2 separate regions of the Mus musculus genome follow, and region 2 is linked to region 1. The links are chromatin contacts, called in public ChIA-PET maps. All regions are on one chromosome and are shown on one strand. Each heading gives the region's core, a stretch centred on a gene start, on an enhancer-like site or on the middle of the called end of the contact. The rest is flanking DNA. Distances are from core to core; before and after follow the strand shown. Region 1 holds the start of Tlr6 (toll-like receptor 6). Region 2 overlaps Wdr19 (WD repeat domain 19).

What was found. ChIA-PET counts read pairs in DNA pulled down with a chosen protein or histone mark.
Region 2: an RNA polymerase II ChIA-PET map of memory CD8 T cells shows a contact between it and region 1, with 69 read pairs. The contact joins the enhancer-like site here to the promoter of Tlr6 in region 1. A contact is called at or near these places in 12 of 39 promoter capture datasets (the 3T3-L1 cell line, the C10 cell line, embryonic stem cells and 8 more), 1 of 484 Hi-C or Micro-C datasets (CD4 T cells), 9 of 115 datasets of contacts at active chromatin or transcription factors (the SCID.adh cell line, acute myeloid leukemia, bone marrow-derived macrophages and 6 more) and 3 of 9 other capture datasets (adipose tissue, liver and macrophages).

Annotation. Positions count from the first base shown.
Region 1 is chr5:64,958,776-64,964,396 of GRCm38.p6, reverse strand. Tlr6 (toll-like receptor 6) reads left to right here and starts at 4,349. Exons shown (of 2, transcript NM_001359180.2): 1 at 4,349-4,374.
Region 2 is chr5:65,213,733-65,218,963 of GRCm38.p6, reverse strand. Wdr19 (WD repeat domain 19) reads right to left here. Exons shown (of 37, transcript NM_153391.2): 6 at 3,046-3,161. Among named protein-coding and RNA genes, the nearest start is that of Wdr19, 17 kb to the right of the region's middle. Within about 2 kb of position 1,438, at least 32 of the 459 cell types and tissues checked have an H3K27ac peak or open chromatin away from gene starts, as enhancers often do. A contact at or near this core is called in the SCID.adh cell line, effector CD8 T cells and memory CD8 T cells, where this site is marked.

The DNA of each region.
Region 1 (5,621 bases), core at 3,100-5,599:
TCTAATGAAACAAGAGGAGAATAATTAGTGACAGTGAATGGGGGAAATAAGTCAGCGGTGTGAGGAGGACCAAGGATGAGGAGACCGAGCCTTCAAGTAAGAGCTTTGCTTTTTAGAGGTGAAGAAAACTGCAACATCATGTGTAGGTCAGAAATCCCACACTAGGGAAGAATAACATTGACATTAAAGCAGTGTCTTAGCTTGAGTTTCTATTGCTGTGAAGAGACACCAGGACCAAGGCAACTCCTATAAAGGACAACATTGAATTGGAACTGGCTACAGTTTCAGTGGTTTAGTCCATGATCATCATGGCATGAGGCATGGAAGTGTTCAGGCAGACATGGGGCTGGAGGAGTCTTAAGTTCCACATCTTGATCTCAAGGCAGTCAGGAGGAGACAGGGCTTCTATACTGGACAAAGCTTGAACACACACACACACACACACTCATGACCTCAAAGCCCGCCTCCACAGTGACACACTTCTTCCAACAAAGTCACACTTACTCCAACAACGCCACACCTCCTAATAGTGCCACTCCCACGGGCCAAGCATTCAAAGACATGAATCTACTGGGGCCATTCCTATTCAAACCACCACAAGTGGAGAAAGGATAATTGCAAGAGAGATTTACTGTGTAGACAAGGCAAAAGTGAGTCTTCTGCTCCACAAGGGAAGGATAGAGCTGTTCAGGTCAACTGGCAGAGCTCGGCAGACTGTAAAGCACTGCTCTTCTGAAGAGGCCTATCTGTGCAATATGAAGCATCATCAGCTAAGAATGAACAAGGGAGAGTGATGTCAGGCAAGTAACAGAGGACAAGGGTGGGCGTGAGAAAGGGTAGGAGGGTGTTGGGCCAAGGGAGAGTGGTGAAAAGCTGGTAGAATGGCACCTCCTTTAGGCCAGGACACGGTCTGAAGTCCACATGAGACCAGCCCTGGGTAGTGTCAATATTTACTGGCAACTCTGTTAAGTCACTCTGGCAATGTGGTCCTGGGGAAACAGTGACTTAATTTGGATTGAGAAGAGAGGAGTGAGGTCGCTGAGAACGAACGTAGAGGTATAATGAAGGGGTGGCCCATGATGTTTCTGTGCAGTGAGACTGGGGAACTGTTGGCATCAGAGGGAAAGACTTGAGCTAGAAATAGAAATCAGAATGCTTACAAGCCAGATCATGGCTGGTGTTAACAGCATCTCGGGTACAATCAGGGGTGTTCTATTCAACTACCAAAACCTGAATTAGTGAAGGGCTGGTGCTCAACTTAGTGAACCAAACACCAAACCTGAAACATCAGGCAGAATGGTTGAGATCAGTTGGTGATTGATTTCAAGGACTGGTTTCAAATGCTGGAAGGAAAGACAGAGATGGGGAAATCAGAAAGTCAAGGGCAGATGCCTCCAGGGTCCTATAAGGATGCAGCTAGGAGCCAGACACCAGGCTAGTATGCAGGTCTCAGTGCCTAGATCCTCCTATGACACCAAGAGTCATGAGAAGAGCTTCAAAAATGGTGTCAACATCTGGCTCCTCTGAGCCTTTTTTAACAATTTGGGAGCACGGGAAGTGTTGGTAAGCTCCTGTTTCTAACATTCTGACTCATACTTGGTATCTCTGAGTGTCCTGTTCTTTGTCTATCTCAGGAGTGTGCACTGAGTAGTGTCTGTATCTTCCCACAGGCAGTGAGGATGCTTCGCCGTGTGCTTTCTCGTGTTAGACCCATTTCTAGCCCCGCCCCCAATCCATCCGATTATATTCTTGGCTTAATTTGTGCCCGCCCTTTGGGTTTCTCAGTCACATTTTTATTGATGTGTGGAAAACCTGACATAGTTTGGATACCATTACATGGTTGTACGCACTACAAATACCATTTTAATTCAGTCCGTGGTTTGTCTTCCCCACAAATTCAACAGCAAATGTTAGCTTTAATATCAGTACTTAATAATGTTTTCCTTCTGTCTGAACTGCGACAGGATATTAACTGGCTTTAGGCTATATTATCTTATTTATCCCACTGTGACATTTAAAAAAAATTAAAGTAGCATAACACATAAAATCGGATAGGGTGGCGCATGCTTGCAATGTCAACACCGGGGAGCCGAGGCAGGACGATATGAGACCCACTTGTAAGATGCTATCTCATAAAATATGAAACATCATATATGGTATTTTTTAAAGGACAAAGGGGGATAACATGGTGAATGGGACTCTCTCTTAGTTATGCTGGAAGACAAGAGTTCTGAAGAAAAGCATTGTATGTGTTCCAGTATATGCATGTGATAATGCTACTAGTCTCCTGTGGCCGATATAGGAAATTTCCTTTAGCCACGTGGCTTAAAACAACAGCAATGTGTTCCTCTTATGGCTCTAGAAATCAGACAGTTGGAAGTGAAGGCAGGGTGGTGCTCCCTCTGCCTTCTGGCCGCAGGCATCCATCGGCTTCTGACTCTGAACCTGAGTTCCGGCTTCTGAGTCAAATGGCTACCTCTCGGTGTCTCCTTATGTGAGACTTGGGACCTGGCACACTGTGATGCTGAGCACAGTCTTGGGACGGCCTGCCCCTGACCAGTCCATTTCTTAGCTACTCCTGAACCAGTGTGAGGTGGGGGTAGAACACTTATCTCCCAGCACCTTTATGAGTGTTGGTAAGTACTTGTAAAATGCCCAGAGTAAAGCTGGCAGGAAGACGAGCCCTGTATATGCGTGCTAGGCCATAGTTCTGCTTCCTGATTTGCTTCATGTGATCTCAATGCTCTATGATCTTTCTACTTTCCCATGTGAAAACATGGCTTTCACAGAATCCAAATCTCCTACTCTTGTGGCTTCTTTTTTTGTCAGTTATCATTCCAGCTGCTTGGTATTCATTATCATCCCTCGAAAAAAAATCACAACTCTGACTGTTCTGTAGATGAAAAAATAATCTCAGTGAGGTTACACAACTTGCCCAAAGCTACACAGTTGGCTAAGCGAGGCACTCAGCCCAATGTGTTCTCTTTTCTGCTCATTTTCCTGTCATGTGGTCCCTTCCATGTGAGTTGCATGAATTAGGTTGGCTCTACCCTTCCCCTTAGAGTTGTGACAGCTTCAACAGGAGTAGCACTTGCATCCCCAAAGGTCATCATTACTGTGCAATACAACCGAGATGTGAGTCATGTGACCGCTCTTCAATGCTAGGCGCACGTATGTGTGTGCCTGTATGCGTGCGTGCGTGCTTGCTCAAGCTTGTGTGTATACCTCTGAATCATGTGGTTTCTTAAGAAGCAGGCCCAGTGTTGCCTGCCATCCCTTGCATCTCATTGGCTCCTCTCCCCTCTGCCTAGGTCTCCAGTCGGGTCTGGATATCTCCACTCATTCGCTCCCTCCACACACTAGTTGCCAGCTTTGCCCCATCACTCCTTGCTGAGCCTCCCCAGTTCGGAGAAGACTTCCTCTTATGTTTGCTGAGTGACTATGAGCAGTAAGATGTTCTTCTTCGTTTCCTCCCGAAAGCAGAAGTGATTTCCAGCTTATCATTGGCCAACGTACAGTCTTGGTAGTTTTTTGTTTTTGTTTTTTTGTTCAAAGACGAGATGATGGTAGCCAGAGAGATCAATTAGGAGACGATCATCTAGTTAATCGAGTGAGAAGCCGGGATACAGGGACACCTGCTCAAAGTGTCTGCCCTTCATCCTCTTTGCCTTTCAGCCTTGACTAAACGTGTTTCTCAAATTCTAAACAGTCTTTAGAAAACCAAGTTCTAAGCTGCTGTGGAAGAAGACCAGCATCGCTTGCTCTTCCCGAATTAAGAACTGAAGCTCCCAGTAGTAGTGAATGTTGACAAACTGTCGAGGCTGGCTAAATGTGTATTGACACTGAAACTTCTCTTGAAAACCGGCTTTCCAAAAAGCACGCCATGAGCTTTAAGCTTATTTTGTTTTTAAAGTATCTCTGTCAGTCCCAAGGTGCTGAAACCTTGCTCGAATGACAGTGGTGATTTTGTAGGGGAAATATGAAGGATTGTCACAGCACAGAACTGAATCTCCTAACTTCTATCCTGGTGGCAATTTAAAATTCAGTCTGAAATAAAACAAAACAAACAACAAACAACAAAACTAAACAAAAATAAAAACCAAAAAGCAGACAAAACATACCTTAAATAAATACTCGTAGTAACACCAAAATGTTCATAATCTGCTTGTTTATATGAATCTAAAGATTGAAGCAAAGATTTATAGACGGCAGCTCAGAGCCCCTCTGCTTTGGAAGGGTTTTATACACGGGGTAATTCCAACGAGTACCAAGAGATGACGCCAAACCACTCCTAAGTACCGTGGTTCCCAGGCTTAGGACTAGGGTTGGTCAAGCAACTTATTTTTTCAGAGAAATTCGGAGAAGGAAGTCTTGGTAAGTAAGAAGGCTTTTCTGGATTTTTCAAATTACTGCGTTGATATTTCAATCGAGAAAGAAAATGGTACCGTCAGTGCTGGAAATAGGTAACCTTTCTTTGAAATTTTTACAAAACGATTTTGTGGCGGTGTTTTAAAGCGTGGCTGTCGTTTGGACTACCTAAGAATTTTCTGTGACTTTCGGGTAGACAGACAACAGCTGGCATTTCAGCGGTAGCCAAGGAAGTGAGTCGACTTCTGTGACTTTTCCTGTCCCGTTGGTTTGGGCTGTTTTCTCCTTTCACGAAGTTTTGTAGTCTTTTGTGGTCGTGACAGCACACTGGGCTGTGTGTATAAAAACAGTGTTCTGTTTCCTCATCACGTGGTACTATAATCTTTTATTAGTCTGTACCTCTCACTAATTTATGAGCGTTTTGGAGGAAGGATTTAATTCTGTCCCTCCTATGTGAATTCGTTTCCGCTGCGCTAGTTTTTGCCGTGCCCTTTGTCCACAGAAGAATCTGAAGAAACATTTGGTGGAAGTGACTGAGATCAAGATTCCCAAACTCTTTGTAACTTTGAATCCAGCCGGAAGCTGGCACTTGGCCTTCAAACCCAAAGTTTGACAGAGCCAGGTTTCTCTTGTGCTTGTGTTGACTTGATTACAACCCTCCCCCCCACCCCCCTTTTCTCATAGCTTTAGTTTTTACGGCGCTCCCTCCATCCGCCACCACTTTTGGTTTTGTGGTTGACTATTCTTTTCTCTTTCACTTTCTGTTTGATGTATTAAGCAAATTCTTATTGTCTCCTCATACTTCCTTTAAAATAAATAAATAAACCTTCCCCTTTGTCCCACCCATGCTACCTACGAATTCATTAAAGTCTGGGGCTGTTTGCCAGAATGTGCACCCTAGGAACATCTCGAGGTTCTGAGCATCTTCCAGGACGCGCATATCCATGTGGGGGACATGGCAGCTGAATGAATGACAGTCCCTTGAACATAGACACGTAAGCTGCCCTCGGGGGGTGGGGGAGGGGGATTTGTAGGAGGGGACCTCATCCGTGAATGTCCATTCTCTGCCACCTTGTTGAAGAGGTTGGGCCCTCTTTATGTGTGTATTTATATCATAAATAATACAAGCATGCTTGCATATAAAACTTTTTGGCGGGGTATATTTTAAGAGAGCTTTAATTGATTAGTTCTTTGAGAATTTTGAACACTGTGTTTTTCTTCGCCCCTTCCTAACTCTTAACCACCCACCCACC
Region 2 (5,231 bases), core at 189-2,688, 260 kb before region 1:
GACTTCCAGGAGGTCGAGGCAGAGGGATGGCCATGTGTTTAAAACCAGCCTGGGTTCTGTAATGAGTTCCAGGGCAGCCTGAGCTACAAAGGGAGGCCTTGTCTCAAATGCAAAGGATAATGGCCTGGGGTGCAGCTCAGGGTTAGGGCGCTGGCACAGCACACAGCTCTAGGTTCAACCCCTAAAGCTGCACAACCAAGACAAGACAGAGCCACCGGAACAGTCTCTAGCCTCCAGAAGCAAGATAGATGCTGAGCAGGGCGAACAGAAATGACAGAGGGATGACTTTCTGAACCACAGCAGACACACAGCAAAAGAGACAAGACGTGCGCGGTATGCTTTGCCTACAAGTGACACTTTCTGTGGTATGCCTACTTTGAGAAGGAGACTTCTTAAGGTTAGAAAGTGCAAACAGTTATCTTGTATGCAAATACTGGCAAGACGTAATGATCTCCTGTGATGCTCTGTAGAAAAAAGTATCCCAAGGTCATTCATGACTCAGGGGACCAAAAACTGCAAGAACACACCAGGGATGTCCAGTGTGGGCACCTGAATTGGGGGCGGGGCAGCAGTAAACAGTGCATCTAATGTTCTGTTTCTAAAGGGCAGCAGAATAGAATGATCAAAACTGCAAGGTGACTAGAGCTCATGTCGGAGCAAACAGCGTTGAGAAGGCCAGAAGAATCTTAGAAAGTATACTAGTTTGAGGCAGTGACTTGGCTGGGTGGACAAAAAGTGTTTAGCATATGTACCCAATGACCTGAGCTTAAGTCCCAGATTCCATATAAAGGCAGAAGGAGAGAACTGACCCCACAAAATTGTTCTCTGATCTCCATTCACATGCTGTAGCACACATGTGTACTCATGTCCACCATATGTGCACGCGTGCACAAGCACACGTGTGGGTGTGACCATATGGCTGGGCTATGACAGGAAAGGAAACCAACAAGGCTGCTTTTGGCTCAGCTTCTCCACTAATTTCTAATGTTTTGCCTCCCTCTCTCCCTTTCCCGGGGCTGAAATGCAGACAGAACCCTGAGGCAGGAGCTTTCAGCTGGCAGGTAAGGATGCGTCCTGGAAAAGGCCAGAAGCTAAGATGGAAGGGAGATGGCATTCTGGGTAACCCACCCACTTCCTTACTGCTACATGAGAAAGACAGGAAACCACAACACGACAACTGTCATGTTCTTACAGTCCCTATAATTCGAAACTTATAATTCTGTTACTATTTACTTACTTATTTACTGGTCCTAAGGACTGAGCACAGAGCCTCGTGAACTGAGCCACACTCCCAACCTCTGTGATAACATTTGCCCACACTCTGCCTTATTCAGGTTGTCTTCTGTCTTTTAAAGATTCACAGTCTAAAGTGTACTGGTTGTTACCACCTCCCAAAGCTATAAAGCATAAAAGCTGGACCACAAAATTTGGTAACTCATCATGAAAGGCCATGTGTCTTTTAGAAGACTACCTAGTATCACGGCAGGAGTGTGTGTGAATAGGAAAGTCCCGTGAAGGTGAAGAACCTTTCATAACAACCTTTGCTTAATTGTAAATAAGAGTCCCAAGAGAGCTACATGAATTCCTTCCTGTCCACACTCCATCACCTCCTACTAGGCTCCAACTCCTCCAAGGTTCCCCTACGTCCCCACAGTATGTAGACGAGAGACCAAACTTCAGACAACGAAACCTTGGGTGATAAACCACATTCAACTCCAGCACACTCCATGGGAGAGATCCACATGGTAGGGAATCAGGACTTACAGTGGATAGAGTGAGTCTGTATAGGAACAGAAATCTGCAAGGAGCTGAACTCTACCAACCACTACGTGAGTGAGCTTAGAAACGGCCTTGTGGGAGATTCTGAGGCAGAGGCACTCCAAGAAGCTGCATCTGGATTCCTTGTCAACAACAATGAAACACTGATGTTTCAAGCTCCTACATTTTGAGATATTTTGTTATACAACAACAGCTGACAAATACATCACATTTCCAACTGTCTGTACAGTACAGACCAAGGAAGGTTTATCTGTGTGCTGTGCCTAAGCAGATATTCCAAGAGTATTTCAGTCAGTGCAGCCTAGTTCAGACAGTACAGTAGGGCACTGAGGTATGGACTGTAAAGACAGTACACCAGGGTACTGAGGAATAGATAGTGGTTCATGGAATAATTTTCCCAGTGGTGATGCTAGGTAGCCATTGACAATGCAGATTCTCTGAAGAAGAGATCCTCTTAGGATCAAATCAAGTTTGGGAAATTTCAACAGAAGAAGGAATTCATCTTAATTGAGATTTAGTCAGGATTCCTTTGGAAACTATTTAACATATCCATTAAAGGTATATCCATTAAAGCTTTAGACTCAGGAAGCCTGATTTGGAGTCCACAGTTCTCTAGTTCTTACCATTTTATCAGCATGCATGCATAAAACTTCACAAACATACTGTCTGAAACCACAGAGCTGATAATCCATTTGATATCAAAGGGGAAAATATATTTCCTTTAATAGCTAACTTATTAATCTTAAAGAAAAAAATCCTAGTAAAAAAGGATTTGTGTGTGTGTGTGTGTGTGTGAGTGTGTGTGTGCGTATGCAAGTGTGAAAGTTTGTGTGCCCACTTGTATCTGGGTGCTGTGTGTGTGTATGGATGCATGGGAACAGACAAAGGTTTCTGATCCTTAAAACATAAAACTGGGGGCTGGAGAGCTGGCGTAGTAGTTAGAAGCACTTGTTGCTCTTGCAGAGGACCCAGGGTCAGTTCCCAGTGCCCACAGATGGCTAGTAAACATCTGTAACTCCAATTCCAGGAAACCTGACGACACCCTCTTCTGACTTCAGTGGTCACCAAGCATGCACACGGTATACACACATAACTGCAGGCAAACACTCATACACCAAAAGTAAAATAAATCAGCATCTTTAAAAATATGGAATTATAAGCATATTCCACAGTGACTTAAATAAACTTTTATACATTAATCTGACATAAAACTGTTTACCACAAGGAAAAATGAACATCTCACATAGAGAGATGGTGGCGTGTTACCTGTCTTATTGTGTCGCCTTCCTGGTTACTAACTGTAATCATTTTATCTTCACCTCCCAAAGCAAGGAGATTCTCTGAATTCCAACATCCACATGTGATTTTCTTAGTATGTTTTCCTGAAGAAAAAAAAAAAGGCAATTTTTGCTGACATGTGGACTTCTCAAAACAGATAAATAAAAAATTAGTTATGCTAATCTTATGTGCCATGGGACTGAACAGACAAGAGATTCTACTCCCACGAAAGCCCTTAGTGTCTATGCAAATTTATATCAAATCCATCATCACTAAGCTAGAAAGTAAAATAACGGTATATAACAACTTTTTTTTTTTTTAAAGATTTATTTTTATTTATTATATGTAAGTACACTATAGCTGTCTTCAGACACTCCAGAAGAGGGCGTCAGATCTTGTTACAGATGGTTGTGAGCCACCATGTGGTTGCTGGGATTTGAACTCTGGACCTTCGGAAGAGCAGTCGGGTGCTCTTACCCACTGAGCCATCTCACCAGCCCTATATAACAACTTTTTGTCTGGATAATATAAACAGGTCTTATCAGGGAACAATGTATTCCTCTACAAATTTTGTTGATTCATCACAGAACCAAGCTTGTAATATACAGGGTCCCTCTGTATAGCCTGGAACTCAGTCTGTAGAACAGGCTGGCCTCGAACTCAGAAATCTCCCTGCCTCTGCCTCCCGAGTGCGCCACCACGCCCGGCAGCTTGTAATATCTTAAAGGAAGCAACCCCTAAAGCACAAAGGTGAAGGGAGCGTTTAGAGAAGAGCCTGTGGGCAGACTGTGTTTCTCTTGGATTAAAGGACTCAGGTGATGCAGTGAAACCAGGAAAGGGAAGGATTACGTGAAGAGAGGCTGAAAGGTGCTGAAGACAAATGCCTTTCTTCTTGAAAATTATATTTATTTATTTATTTGCTTATGTGTGTGTGTGCATGTGCACATACATGGCACATGCATGTGTGCATGTGTGTTCCACAGCGCACATGCAGAGGTCAAAGGACAACCTTTGGGAATTGATTCTCTCCTTCACCATGTGGGTTTCAGGGATTGCATTCATGTTGTAAGGTTTGGCAGCAAGTGCCTTTACCTGCTGAGCCATCTCACTGGCCCATAAATTCTTCTCTTTACCAAGGAGAGGGAGAAGAAACCTTCCTTTCTTTCCGATACACTGTCACACTGCTCAAAACTCAGGCTCAGCATAGCATCAGTAAGAACAGTTAACATGAGCTAGAGTTCTCTGGTCACTTTGGTAACCGAAATGGGAGACTGGCATTATTTAATTAAACTGTCATAACTAACATGTGTACATATCAGAACACTGCATAGCAAGAAATGCCAGTATCTTGTTGAGCTCAAAGGCACAGATCAGTACAGCATGAAATGCATATTTGGTTACTATCCAGTGCTGGTGGATCGAGCACCCCAAGGTGGGATGACCTGATCTTAAGAAAGGTTAAGAAGAGGAGCTGGAGAGAGAGCCCAGGGGTTACGAGCATTTGCTCTTTCCCCAGAGGACCCAACCTCAGTTCCCAGCACCCAGAGCAGGTGGTTTAAAACCATCTGTAATCTCAGCTCCAGTGGATTCAACGCCTCTGGCCATTACAGCATCTGCACTCATGTGTAGCAAAACCTAAACATAGTTTAAAATAATAAAGACAAATCTTTTTTAAACAGTCAAAAGGAAACAGAGCTGAGCCACGAATCCCAAACAAGCATGAGAGAGGCAACAATATACTCATCTAATGGTCCTGACATGGCAATTAATTCTAGTCTTTTCAGGTATGTTTTCATATGATTATTAAGTAAAAATATGGTGCTGGACTATGGTGGCACACACCTTTAATCCCAGCATTAGGGAGGCAGGGACAGGCAAATCTCTCTGAGTTCGAGGCTAGCCTGGTCTACAGAGAGTTTTAGGACAGCCAGGGCAAAGAGAGAAACCTTGTCTTGAAAAAAAAAATGTGGCAGAATCATATTCATATTAAATACAGATTACACACAACATTGTGTTCATATGACAGCCTGATATGAGAATGATCATGCTCTGACATACTATTTCCATACACATCCAGTGTCCAAATCTCTGGGGCTTATAAATGTACTGGAAGACATTTTCAGAGATAAAGTGGGAATCAGAATGCCTACAGGGGTCATACAATTTGTGTGGAA